Regions from separate parts of the Rattus norvegicus genome. Here region 2 is linked to region 1. The links are chromatin contacts, called in public Hi-C maps. All regions are on one chromosome and are shown on one strand. Each heading gives the region's core, a stretch centred on a gene start, on an enhancer-like site or on the middle of the called end of the contact. The rest is flanking DNA. Distances are from core to core; before and after follow the strand shown.

Evidence for each region. A called contact is a pair of places that touch in the nucleus more often than the background predicts.
Region 2: a Hi-C map of liver shows a contact between it and region 1, with 2.0 times the contacts expected there. The contact joins the promoter of Pxmp4 here to the promoter of Cbfa2t2 in region 1. A contact is called at or near these places in 3 of 12 Hi-C or Micro-C datasets (the Rat2 cell line, kidney and liver).

The regions. Positions count from the first base shown.
Region 1 is chr3:163,393,353-163,399,822 of GRCr8, reverse strand. Cbfa2t2 (CBFA2/RUNX1 partner transcriptional co-repressor 2) reads right to left here and starts at 2,603. Exons shown (of 11, transcript NM_001168542.1): 1 at 2,452-2,603. The coding sequence starts at 2,485.
Region 2 is chr3:163,568,246-163,574,601 of GRCr8, reverse strand. It overlaps Pxmp4 (peroxisomal membrane protein 4), which reads left to right and starts at 3,773. Exons shown (of 4, transcript NM_172223.2): 1 at 3,773-3,926. The coding sequence starts at 3,814.

The sequences.
Region 1 (6,470 bases), core at 1,354-3,853:
CAGCAACCACATGGTGGCTCACAACCATCTGTAATGGGGTTGTGTGTGTCTGAAGACAGCTACAGTGTACTTATATACATTAAGTAAGTAAATAAATCTTAAAAAAAAAAGGGGGTTGGGGATTTAGCTCAGTGGTAGAGCACTTGCCTAGCAAGCACAAGGCCCTGGGTTCGGTCCCCAGCTCCGGAAAAAAAAAAAAAAAAAAAAAAAAAAAAAAAGAAGAAGTAAAAATAAAAAATTGGAGGCCCAGAGAGATTCTTTTTTAAAGGAGAATTTTGTAGTTTTGAGTTATAAGTACCTGCCTTGCTGGGTGGTGGTGGTACACACCTTTAATACTAACACTGGAAGGCAGAGGCAAGTGGATCTAAGGCTAGCTTGGTCTACAGAGTGAGTTCCAAGACAGCTAAGGCTACACAGAGGGAAAGAAAAACAAAAGGTACCTGCCTAATACATAATAAGCATTCAGTTCAATCCTGGACCCTAATAAATTAGTTAACATAACAAACAATAGGCAAGCATACTGACCCACAATAGAGCAACTTTGCAAAGAAACTTAGTTACATAAGGAACCACAAAGACCTACTTCTTGGCTTTTGTTTTTCCAGAAAGTCTTACTACACATTTTGGACTGATCTCAAACTCACATTCTCCTGCCTCAGCCTCCTGAGTGCTGGAATTACAGAGGCTTTCACCATACTCAACCTTTTGGGACTATATTTAACTAAAAACATAAAAGATATGGAAATAAAAATGTGTTAGTTCATCTGGACCTAGTGACACAGGCCTGTATTTTTAGCTCCTGGGAAGCTGAGACAGAATTACAAGTTGCCTGGGCAACTTTGTCTGAAAATAAAGAAGGCTAGGGATACAGTTCAGTGCAGTGCAAAAAGCCCTAAGTGCAATCCCAATACTGCTATAAGTAAATGAATTTAAATTCAGATAAAAGTTTCTTCCACTTTTCTTATATAATAAAATCATCTTCCTTCACAAGAGCACCAAGAGCAGGAACAGCACACTCAACTACAGAAGGCATTAGTGGGTAAATCTATTTTGTATTTTTTCAATCCGACGTGGAATGAGTGCCCAAGAAAAAGGCTGTAAGAACCCTCTGCTGTAATTGCTGTCGAGGGGATTAAGACTTCTCAATAGGCCTCATTTTACCCTTGCACAATAGACATTCCCAAATACCTGACTTTAGCTTTTTTGTTTGTTTTATGTTTAGGGTTGGTATTTTGTTGGGTTTTTTTGGTTTTAGTTTTGGTTTTTTGAGGCAGGGTCCCATGATGTAACCCTGGCTGGTCTAGAACTGACTGTATAGACCAGGTTGGTCTAAACTCAGAGATCCACCTGCCTCCAAAGTGCCTCAAATACCTGTTTTTAGACACCTCGCATAGACAAAGAAATATCCACAAAACGTTTGAGTCCCTCTCTCAAACTCAAATCCAGAATCTAGTCTGTCAAGTTTGTTCGCCATAGTCTCCGGGCCTTGAGTGATACTTTGTACTTAAGAGATGATTTAATAAATATTAAATGAATCGAATGCAAAATGCCTGGTGCTCAAGTAATGCTAGCTATTACTGCTATTTTAATGACAATTAAATTTTTATTGTTCTTATTAAACGATGCCATCCCTCCTCCAAGATCTTACAATTCTAGGAAGAACATCGGATAAACGGAATACCGAAATGTGGGTAAGAGTAAAAACACAACTGGGTCACACAGTAGGACTAGTCAAACACAAGATATCTTAAAACAAACAAACAAAACACAACCAGATCCCAATTTCGGACTTTTCCGAGAACACACGTAACAAACTGAGATTAAGATAGTGAGTTTTCACACTTGTATATGATGTGTGTTCAGGGTATTCTACTGAATTCGCAAAACCCTACCACAGAGCTATTCAGGTTACGTTCCTCACAACCCATCCTCACAACCCATTTTTCAGACAGAGCAACTGAGTCTTGGGGAGCGCCAAGGTCACACAGCCTATACGCGGGGCAGCCGGGACATGAACCCAAGCAGTACGACTCCAGAGCCTGCATTCAACAGGGCCCTCCGGAATATCAGCCCGGCATCCTCCAACATCTACCACACGTCGCTCCAAATCCGGCGTGTTTCCCAGGACCGGACTTTCAGCCCCGAAGCCGCGAAAACAAAACAATACTTCTCTCGCGGCCAGTCCATAGGGCGCCCGCCAGGCCTGAGCTCCAAGGCCGCTCCACAGTCCGGCTTAGCACCAGAAGCCGCGAGCCCCACAGGAAGCGCCGGGATAGCCCCGAGGGCCCCGGAAGGCCGGGGAGCCGCGTGACCTTGGATCCAGTGCCCCAATCCCAGCCTCAGTTTCCCTGCCCAGGCCTCCGCCGGGGGCCTCTGCAGAGCCTCGCGCTTATGGAGCAGCAGGCCCCTCAACACACACCCCTCAGCCGTCCGCCTTCCCGCCCCACTTACGCTGGAAGGCGGCCGCTCCAGGGACGCCCACCATCGCGGAGCGCAGTCTGTCGCGAGCGCCGCCCGCTTCGACCCTCCGCCTGAGCCCTCCGCAGGCGCAGGCCGGGACCTGCACCCGCCGAACTCGCCCGCACCAGCGCCGCCGCTGCCGCCGCCGCCGTCGCCGTTAGGCCGCGCGCCGCCCCGCCCCCAGACGGCCCCGGCACGCCCCCGCCGCGCGCTCCCGCGTGCAGACCAACGCACGCGGAAGCCGGGCCGGAGGGCGCTCACGCGAAGCACCGCCTCCTGACCTGGCCCGCCCCTTCCGCGCCAGGCTGCGTCCTATCCTGGAGCTGCCTGCACCTCGACCCGCCTCCCGCGCGCTACGCAGGGCCGCACGAACCGCCCTCCTAGAAGCTCCAGACTTCCGGATGTGGACTGGGCGGTGACCTAGGAGCAGGGGCGGAGTCCTGGGGCGGGGCTTCGGGGAGGAACCCTTCAGGTATAGGCCTCAATGCCTTGACGGTTGTATTGGGTGTTAAATTGTTCTTTCCTCCTTTTACTTACTTATTTGTTTTTACATTGATTTATTGCATATGTGTACGTGTATATGTTTGAGGGAGTGCATTCCAACGCGTGCATGTGAATGTCAGAGAACAAGTCGAGGGTATGCTCTCCTTTCACCCTCTGAATCCAGCAGATCAAATTTCGGGCATCAAGCTTGACAGCAAGCATCTTTGCCAAATTAGCTATCTCGCAGATTTCTGTGTCTTTTGGGGCTATAGGAATCTAAATATTTGAAATAGCTAGTAGCTGTCATTATTGATTTCTGTATTAGATCGAGGACTTTGTGGGGTTTGTGTCTGTGTTTGGGTGGGGGGAACGTGTATATGCAGGGGTGTTTTGTTTTTTGTTTTTGTTTTTTTGACACAGTGTCTCCCTTGTAGCTCTGACTGTCCTGGAACTAGCCCTATAGAACAGGCTGGCCTTGAACTTAGATATCTATCTACCTAACTCTACATCCCAAGTGCTGGGACTAAAGGCCTATGCTACCAGGCCTGGTTAAATGCAGGTTTGTTTTGGTTTGTTGAAACAATGTCTTAATGTATGTTTGGCTGGTCTGAACTCACTGACCTAGACCAGGTTAGCCTTGAACCTTAAGCCATATTTTTAATCTGCCTCTCAAATGCTGTGTTTATAACACCAGCAGGCTTCACAGTTTGTTTCTGAAAAAGGTTTATTTTATATCTCTAGCTGGCCTAGAACACACAGTGTAGCCACGACGGTCTGGCATTCTCACCAATCGTCCTCCCTTGGCCACCCAAGTACTGGGATTTTAAGTAAGAGTCACTAGCCTGTCTTCAACAGCTGGTTTTGTACACTATGCAATTAATCTTCACAGTACCAAATATAGCTTTACCCCTTTTCTACACATTAGGAAGAGTCTTTCCCACTGGCTTGTCCACCTAGTGCGCTTAGCAAAGTCAAAACATAAATCCGGGGGCTGGGGATTTAGCTCAGTGGTAGAGCGCTTACCTAGGAAGCGAAAGGCCCTGGGTTCGGTCCCCAGCTCCGAAAAAAAGAACCAAAAAAAAAAAAAAAAAACATAAATCCCATAGCAACCCAAGAAAGCACTCTGACTATAGGATGAATGCTGTCATTCTGTCTCTCAAAAATTCAAAAACAGGAATTAGAACTAAAATGAAGCCAGTCTGGCATGGTGCCACAAACCTGTAATCCCAACCCTTGGGAAACTGAAACAAAATAACTGCCTTCAAAACCAGCCTTGGGCCACATAGTAAGACTGTCTCAACAAAACAAGGTCAGGCGTGGTGCTGTACTTCCAGCACTTGATTGGTAAGCGCAGGAGGTCAGTTCAAGGTTATCCTCCTCTATACGATGAGTTAGAGGCCAACTTGGGTGAGCTGCAGTAGCATTTGCCAGGTGAAGTGGCACACAGCTATGATCCTGGAAAGTGGCACTTGGGAAGGTCAACAGTTCAGCTCCATATCTTTAATCCCAGCACGCAGGAGGCAGCGGCAGGCAGATTTCAGTGAGTTTGAGACTAACCTGGTCTACAGCGCATATTCCAAGACAGCCAGGGCTACACAGAGAAACCCTGCTTTGAAGCGTGTGGGGGTGGAAAGAGTTTAGTTACAGGGCTGGAGAGACGGCTCAGAGGTTAGAGGCACCGGCTGCTCTTCTATAGGACTTGGGTTTAATTCTCAGCACCCACATGGCAGCTCGTGCCTGCCTGTAACTCCGGTTACAGGCGATCCGACTCCCTCACACAGTCATACATGCAGGCAAAACTCTAATGCATATAAAATAAAAATAATTTTTTTAAAAAAAGAAAAGAAAAAGAATTCTACATATCAAGTGTATCCTGAAACAGAAAAATGGCTACTGTGAGGCCAGTCTGAGGTACTGTCAGCTCCTGTCTCCTAAAAGAAAACAAAGTAACAACTCCCTAACATGGACAGAGCTAGATTTGATCTCTGGCTCTGTAAACAAACTACAAGTTACAGGTTCAGATAGACCTAAGGAAATGGAAATTGCTTGGATCTCTGGGCTATTTCTTTATTTTATTTTTATTGTTATTTTTTTTCCTAAGATTCTCTGTCTATATCTCAGACTGGCCTGGAACTCCTAACAAGTCCAATGCCTCAGCATCCCAAATTCTGGGATTCCAGACCTGATCATACCAAGCTGAATTTGTTTCTTCTCCCTCTTCCCTGAAATGTTTGTCTTTAGTGACAGGAAGAGTAAAGATGGGCAGGCAGAGAGACGTGCGTGCCGCCTGCCATCTGTCTAGGCCATACCACTTCCTCTGCTAGTGAATGATAAACTCAAGGCCAGAGCAGACAGTGAGAGAAGCTGCTTACAGACTTGTGGAGTAACTCCTTTAAGCAGTGTTCCTGGTTGAAACACCACTGACACTTTATTTACTTAGGTATTTATTTATGATAGTAGTGTGGTGGTTGGTTGCTTGTTGATTGGTCCCCAACCCACAAGGTAGCATTATTATCATAATAGAACTTAGGAATTAGTCCTGGGGTCCTTCTTCTTGGCAAAGGTAAGCCCAACATTGACAAAGGGAAGATTGTACTGCATTGGCCTCTTGGCCTGGCCTCCTCCTTCTTCCCCTCCTCCTCCCCCTCCTCCTCCTCTCTTTTCTCTCCTTCCACTTCTTCCTCTTCTTCTTCTTCCTCCTCCTCCTTTTTGGCCACTTTGGGGGTTTGACCTCTCACTTTTCCAGCATGAATTCAGGGAACCATGAACTTCCCCTCCCAGCATGCAGCCAGCTTCTTGCAGAGTGGTCAGGGCCCCTACAACACCCTGGCCTGGGACTCTAGCACAGCATCAGGCCCAGATTTTGTATCATTATCATGTTTCAACTGGGGTTTCTCTAGATGACTCCGGCTGGCTGACTACTTGCCGTGTGGTGATTCCACAGTCTGGAATTCGTAGCAAGCCTCCTGTTTCAGTTTCCCGAAGTGGTACAGGTGTGTTCCATTACACTCAGTTTCTTCCCACTTGACCAAGCCTGTCTATGTAATGGAGAGATCTTTGCCAGGAGTCTGACTTTCTTAAGGAAAAAAACAAACAAACAAAACTTCCTCCAAAAGAGAAAGTGCCTAAAAAGGTCTCGATGGAAGTCATGAACAGTCATGGTTCGTGGACACTAGCTGTATTATTAGAATTCATACTATTTATGAGTTCCATAATAATGAGCATGCTTCTGATGAAGATTAGCATATAATACAAAAGCATTGTGTTGGGTATGTTGGTAAATGCCTATAAATCCAGTACCCAGGAGACAGAAACCAGGAGGAGCAAGGCCTCTGAGCCAGTTTGAGGAACAAGTAGTAACGTGAGTTCCTATCTCAAAATAAGTAAAATAAAATCCAAATTAAATACCCAAGGAGATCATGAAGAAAATAAAGCACCTTTTTTTTTTTTTTTTTTTTTTTTTTTTGTTATTGAGACAGTTTCACTATCTAACTGGGGCTGGCTTCAGACTCATTTCCTTCAGTCTA
Region 2 (6,356 bases), core at 2,524-5,023, 170 kb before region 1:
TTAAACTCCTGGTCTGCCAGCTTCCACCTCTCAAGCACTAAGATTACCTAATTTGACATACTGAAAATTGTTTCTGAGGCTGGGCGGTGGTAACACACACCTTTTTGTCTTAGTCAGGGTTTTCTATTCCTGCACAAACATCACGACCAAGAAGCAAGTTGGGAAGGAAAAGGTTTATTCAGCTTACACATTCACATTGCTGTTCATCACCAAAGGAAGTCAGAACTGGAACTCAAGCAGATCAGGAAGCAGGAGCTGATGCAGAGGCCATGGAGGGATGTTACTTACTGACTTGCTTTCCCTGGCTTGCTTCCCCTGCTTTCTTATACAACCCAGGACCACCAGCCCAGGGACCGCACCACCCACAATGGGCTGGGTCCTCCCTCCTTGATCACTAGTTGAGGAAATGTCTTACAGCTGGATCTCATGAAGGCATTTCTTCAACGGAGGCTCCTTTCTCTGTGATAATTCCAGCTTGTGTCAAGTTGACACACAAAACCAGCCATTACACCTTTAATACCAGTAAGCTGGAGGAAGAGGCAAGTGAATCTCTGAGTTCGAGGCCAGCCTGCTCGACAGATGGAGTCCCAGGACAGCCAGGGTTACACAGATAAACCCTATCTCACATTTACAAACAAACAAACAAGCAAACAAACCACAACAGATAGACGTCTGTTGCAGAGGACCCAAGTTCAATTCCCAGCACCACACTAGAAGCCTCACAAAGGCTTGTTACTCCTGCTCCAGAGGGATGGGACTCTCTGGCCTCCCAGATGACTTGTACTCACATGCACATACCACACACAGATACATGCAATCACTCATAATTGAGAAATAGCTTTCAACTTTGTGTTCATCGTTATTTCTCAAAAGTCTGTGCTGAATTACAATCTTCATAATCTGTGTTGATCTGTTTGAGTTTCCATGACCTCATAGGAACCCCATTATCTTTGATGACAGGCTGGTCGTCCACCTGCGAAAGTTTATTTTTTGGGGGGCGTCCCAGAATCCCAAAACAGATGTGCTGTTCTTCACTTTGTTTTGAGACAAGGTCTTGTGTGGCCTTGGCTAGCCCAGAGCTCCTCCTCCTAGTTCTCCAATTCTTGGTGAGCACTAAGCCACCGCATTCCTCTAGACAAGGTTGTTCCTGGGAATCCCAACCTAGGCCCTCAGGCTGGCAAGGCAAACACTTTCACTTTAGTCAAATCCTCACCCCTAAGTCTGACCTCTGCAAGGCTGTGGAAACCTCCATATCTACCTTTCACGGCCTGAGGGGTCTTCCTTATTTTTATCGTGAGAAAAAAATTTTCAGGGTTGGGGAAGATCAGGTTTCAGCAGTTAAGATCACGTGCTGCTCTTGTTCAGGACCTGAGTCTGGCTCTCAGTTTCCATGTTGGGTGGCTCACTAATGGCTCCAGCTTCCCTGATCACGAACACTCAAACATACGCGCTCAGCAACAGTGAAAATAAATTTTTAAAAAAGAATAAGGTGGGGCTGGAGAGATGGCTCAGTGGTTAAGAGCACTGACTGCTCTTCCAGAGGTCCTGAGTTTGATTCCCAGCAACCACATGGTGGCTCATGACCACCTGTAATGAAATCCAAGGCCCTCTTCTGGTGTGTTTGAAGACAGCGACAGTGTACTCGTATATAATAAATAAATAAATCATAAAAAACAAAACAAAACAATGTGGTGGGTGTGGTGGCAAATGCCCTGCCTGGAGTCTTACAGGATGGCCCAGGCTGGGCTAAAGTCTATGGTCCTTATGCCTCTGCCTCACCAGGACTGAGATTACAGATGTGTACCACCACCACAGCTGGCATAGTCTGAGATTTCTTGATGTACCAAACCCTACTCCCCAGGGTGCAGAAAGACCCATCAGTCACATGGTCCAAGAAAGAGCTTTAAAAGAATCCCCCTTGGGGTTGGGGATTTAGCTCAGTGGTAGAGCACTTGCCTAGTAAGCACAAGGCCCTGAGTTTGGTCCCCAGATCCGAAAAAAAGAAAAAAGAAAAAAAAAAAGAATCCTCCTTTCCTTTTTTCCCCCTCAACTGTTGTGTTTGTCTCTGAGGCATCCTTTTCTGGGGTTGCTTGGGGCTAAGGGTTATACAATGGTTTCTGTCACATTAGCCCAGAAGGTGAAATCCTTTGGCTGTTGTTGTTTCCCTAGGGGGCCGTCTCAGAAGGACTCAGGAGGGTCTGCTCTAAGCCTCCTGACTTTGAGCAGGCCCTGAACTTTCACTCTATAATTTCATGCCCTGTGTAGTTAACAAATTGAAATTCACAGGGTCAATATTTGCCAAGGCTCTCATGTCATGAGTGGCTTTGGTGTGCCAGTATCTGAGTCCTCTTGTTAACTATCTGGTTACCAGTATCTGAGTCCTCTTGTTAACTATCTGGTTACCAGTATCTGCAACCTCTTGTTAACTATCTGTATACCAGCATCTGAGTCCTCTTGTTAACTATCTGGTTACCAGTATCTGTAACCTCTTGTTAACTATCTGGTTACCAGTATCTGAGTCCTCTTGTTAACTATCTGATTACCAATTTTCACTCAGTGATTGGCTTGAACATTCCTCACGCTTTTAAGCATCTTTATGTTTATAAGAGGATTATATAAATAAACATACTGGGATGACTAGCTATCTATTAACAGAAATGCCTGAAGAGTTCCCATGCTAAGACCATAAAGGACAGTGGTCTCGATGTGTGGGCCTTGGACATACAAGTGCCAGATACACAATGCTGCATGGGCCTCAGTCTACATCAGGTGTCTCAGGGGCTTGACAGAAGTCGATGTGCAGACACTTGACCAAGCCTGGTTCGATTCTTTCTGCCCATCTTTCTTGTGTTCAAGTCGGGGTCTTGTTCTGGTCTAGATTCTGCCTGGCTACGATCATATGTTTCCTGCACCCTCAGTGAGTTCTCCAGCACTCCACACTGAGCACATCTTTGCTCCACAACCTTTATATCAATAATGGCAAAGGCCAAGCCCTGCTGCTCGTCAGTGCTGGTGCTGAGTACCAGCAAAATGTGATGGAGCTTCTCAGAAATCACTGGAGACTTGGTCACCAACTGTAAGTCTTCCATTCTCAACATAAAGGAAGGCAACTAAGCCAGTAGGTTGGAGAGAAGAGAGGATATGAAACAAGAGGCAAAGGCTGACAATCACATAAATAAGTCCGCTCCTGAGGGCCCTAGGGAAGAGTTTGTATTTTAAAATAAGTAGAAACAGGTACGAGTATGGCACAGGCCTGCAACCCAGTCTGTGGGAGGTAGAAGCAGGGGGATCAAGGATTTAAGCAGGGATTTAAGGCCAGCCTGGGCTATCCTGTCTCAAAGTACCAAACAACAAGAGTGACATATAATTTATGTTCTGAAAAGTTAGCTGTGCTACTCGCTAGGCAATTCAAAGTGTCAAGCGTGATGACAAGCCCAACGTCACCTTCCAAACACCACCCATTCCAAATCGAAAGAGCAACAAACCCCTCCTTCGCCCACAATGAAACAAACGTCTCTCTAAGAAAACTGCCTTCTTATTGGTCAAATCCTGCGTGAGACCTTCCGAGTCCTGGTGATTGGCTACCAACTCTCCATTCTCTTCCAATCAGACAGATATTCCGAAGTGTAAGCGCGTCTCAGCCCCTTGCAGACAAATGCGCTCTGTAATTGGATCTCTTGTATGATTGACAGCAGGATCAGCCAATAGATACAACGACGGGGCGGTGCTCTCCAATGCAGTGAGCTGTGCACCTAGAGCGCAGGGCTGTCAGTGCTTGGCCAGCTAGGTCCTTCGACCCAGTGCTCCGGTGCTATGGCTGCCCCGCCGCAGCTACGGGCTCTTCTCCAGGCTGTCAACAAGCTGCTGCGCCAGCGCCGTTACCACGCTGCGCTGGCCGTGATAAAGGGCTTCCGGAACGGGGCTGTGTGAGTAGGGCCCTGGACTTCGGTTAGGGCTGAGGGACGGGCCTACCTGGGCTTGCGAGTTCGAGGCTCGAAGCCACTGTGCTGTGCACTCTCTAGGAAGCCTTAGGTGTCTGTAGATTTCGGTGCCCCGTTGGTGCAGCAGGCGTCGGTTTCTGGGTTCCGGTACCTTACCCTGAGCTGGGGCTTCCTCTGTCCTGCTTCTTGGTCCTCTGTCCTTTCCAACCTGGCATTCTTGGCTTAGTTGCCTCCTGTGCCAGCACCCGTATCCCCTCACGGGGTCTAATTCATCTCATCTTGCCTTGTGCCCTTTAGCCTACTTGGCTTCTGTAGTTCTGTCTGCACACACAAAAAAAACTGGACTCTGTCCTTTAACAAGCAGGTGGTCACCTGTTGACCTTATAGGTGCCAACAGCGTCACATCTATATGGGACTTCACCTCATTCTTCATTTCCACTGGGGACTCGTGAGAAGTGCCGGTGAATGTATGTAAGGAAAAGTAGCTAATATTTGCTGGGTAAATCAATCTCACTCCCTCAGAGTTAGGAGAGGGAGACCATAGGGTAGTTTTGCTTGACCACTGCCCGGAGGGGAGTTCCAGCTTCTTTAAACCTCATGCCTTAACAGTTACTGAGAGGTTACTGTCACAGTGCGAGCAGTGACTCAGAGAAGAAACCAGCGTCTCTGTCCCCTAAAGTTGGCATCCTGGTAGCAGGGTGTGGCATGGAGGTGAGTGTGTCCACTGCCAGGATTAAAACCTGGGGTCAGCTACCATGTTCTTCATCTTGAACAAATCATTTAGGCTTTCTGGGTCTCACTTTCTGGAAAATGGGTCCCCGGAATATTTCTATACTGTTTGAAGACCATTGCTTCCTGTTCTTTACTCTCTTTCTCTATAGTTTGTGTCGCCATCAGACACTGAATAATCTTTTTCCCCGGCCCATGACTCTCACTAGAAAGTCTTGAGTGGTGTACGTGCCAGTCATCCCAACCCTCAGGAGGCTGGAACGAGCATATTTGCTCAAAATAAAGAATTCTGGGTCATCTTGGGCCACAGTGTGAGACCCTGCCTAACAACGGCAACAAAAAGTGCTTCCCAAGGTTGGAGCATCTTTGTCTAGACTCCTCTGCGTGTCCTGGTGCTCCCTCTGTTATAGGCATTCACAGTTCCTTTATGGATGTTTGAAAACTAGGAACCACTCTTGTCTCTGCCTCACTGATGGGTGGGCCGAGGTTACGGGAGGTCTGTCGATCGCTCCTGGTCACATCCTGTCAGCGTTATAGTCAGGATTCAAACTCAAAATGGATACAGAGTCGGGGAGCAAATGCGTCCTACTGAATCTGGCCAAATCATACCAGACACTGTTTGACCAAGATGGTAACGTCAGTAGCCCCTTTGCCAGGTATGTACTGTACAAAGCAGGAGCTGGCCCTGTACCATCGAGCACTGCCCAAAATGATCTTTGTACAGCTGCCCCTACGCCACCTCTCTCTGTGCCCTCCTCAGTGGACCTTTTCTAGAGCACAGACACTTTCCAGGGTCGGGTGCTTGGGCTCCACTCCTAGTGCTTTCATTGTAAAAACTGAGCGATTTTTCATCTCCTCTGGTCTTGGTTTCCTCTGTAAAATTAAAACTATAAACTCAGCCAGACCTGAGTCCCCAAGGCAGGGATCTCAATACTTGGTAGAGGTACTGATGCTCTGCCTCTCTACAAGGGTCATAAGCCCTGTGACAGGGCTGAGCATGGCGACACACACTTGTCATCATAACACTTTAGAATCAAGTGGATTGAGAATTTGAGGGTAGCCTTGGCTGAAGACCTAGACTCTATAACCAAACCAAAAACAAAACAAAACAAAACAAAACCCCAAGAAACAAATACCACGCCAGTGCAAAGCAGTACTGAACAATGCTTTTCAGGATAAGTAGTGGTGATATTCCGGAAGCCAAAATAGAATTTTCCAGAAAGAAAAGGGCATTCTAGCTGTGGAAATGCCTTCAACAAAGGCCTGGAGGCAGGGGGAAAGGTGCTGTATTTGTGAAGAGGTGTGGCCAGTTTAAAGAGGTCAACCTGGATGACTGAGATGTTTGAACTTTGTGAACACTTAACTCACCCCTAACTAGTCCACAAGTGTGAGTTGCCCTCATGCCCAGTATGCTTGCACACGTGGAGGTACAAGGACCAGCTTGCACACTTGGCTTGAGAAAGGGTCTCACTGGCCTGGAACATCACCAGATGGTTAGCTTTTGGCCATCAACCTCCAAGAATCTCCACCCCTTATCTCATTTCTTTGGAATCGTATTTCCTTGCACGCAGGTGCCTACCATTATGCCATGCCTTGCCTTTTAACGTACGTCCCAGAGTTTCCAAATTTAGGTCCTCACACTTATAAGGCAAACACCTGACTGACCAAGACACCATTCTAGCCTCT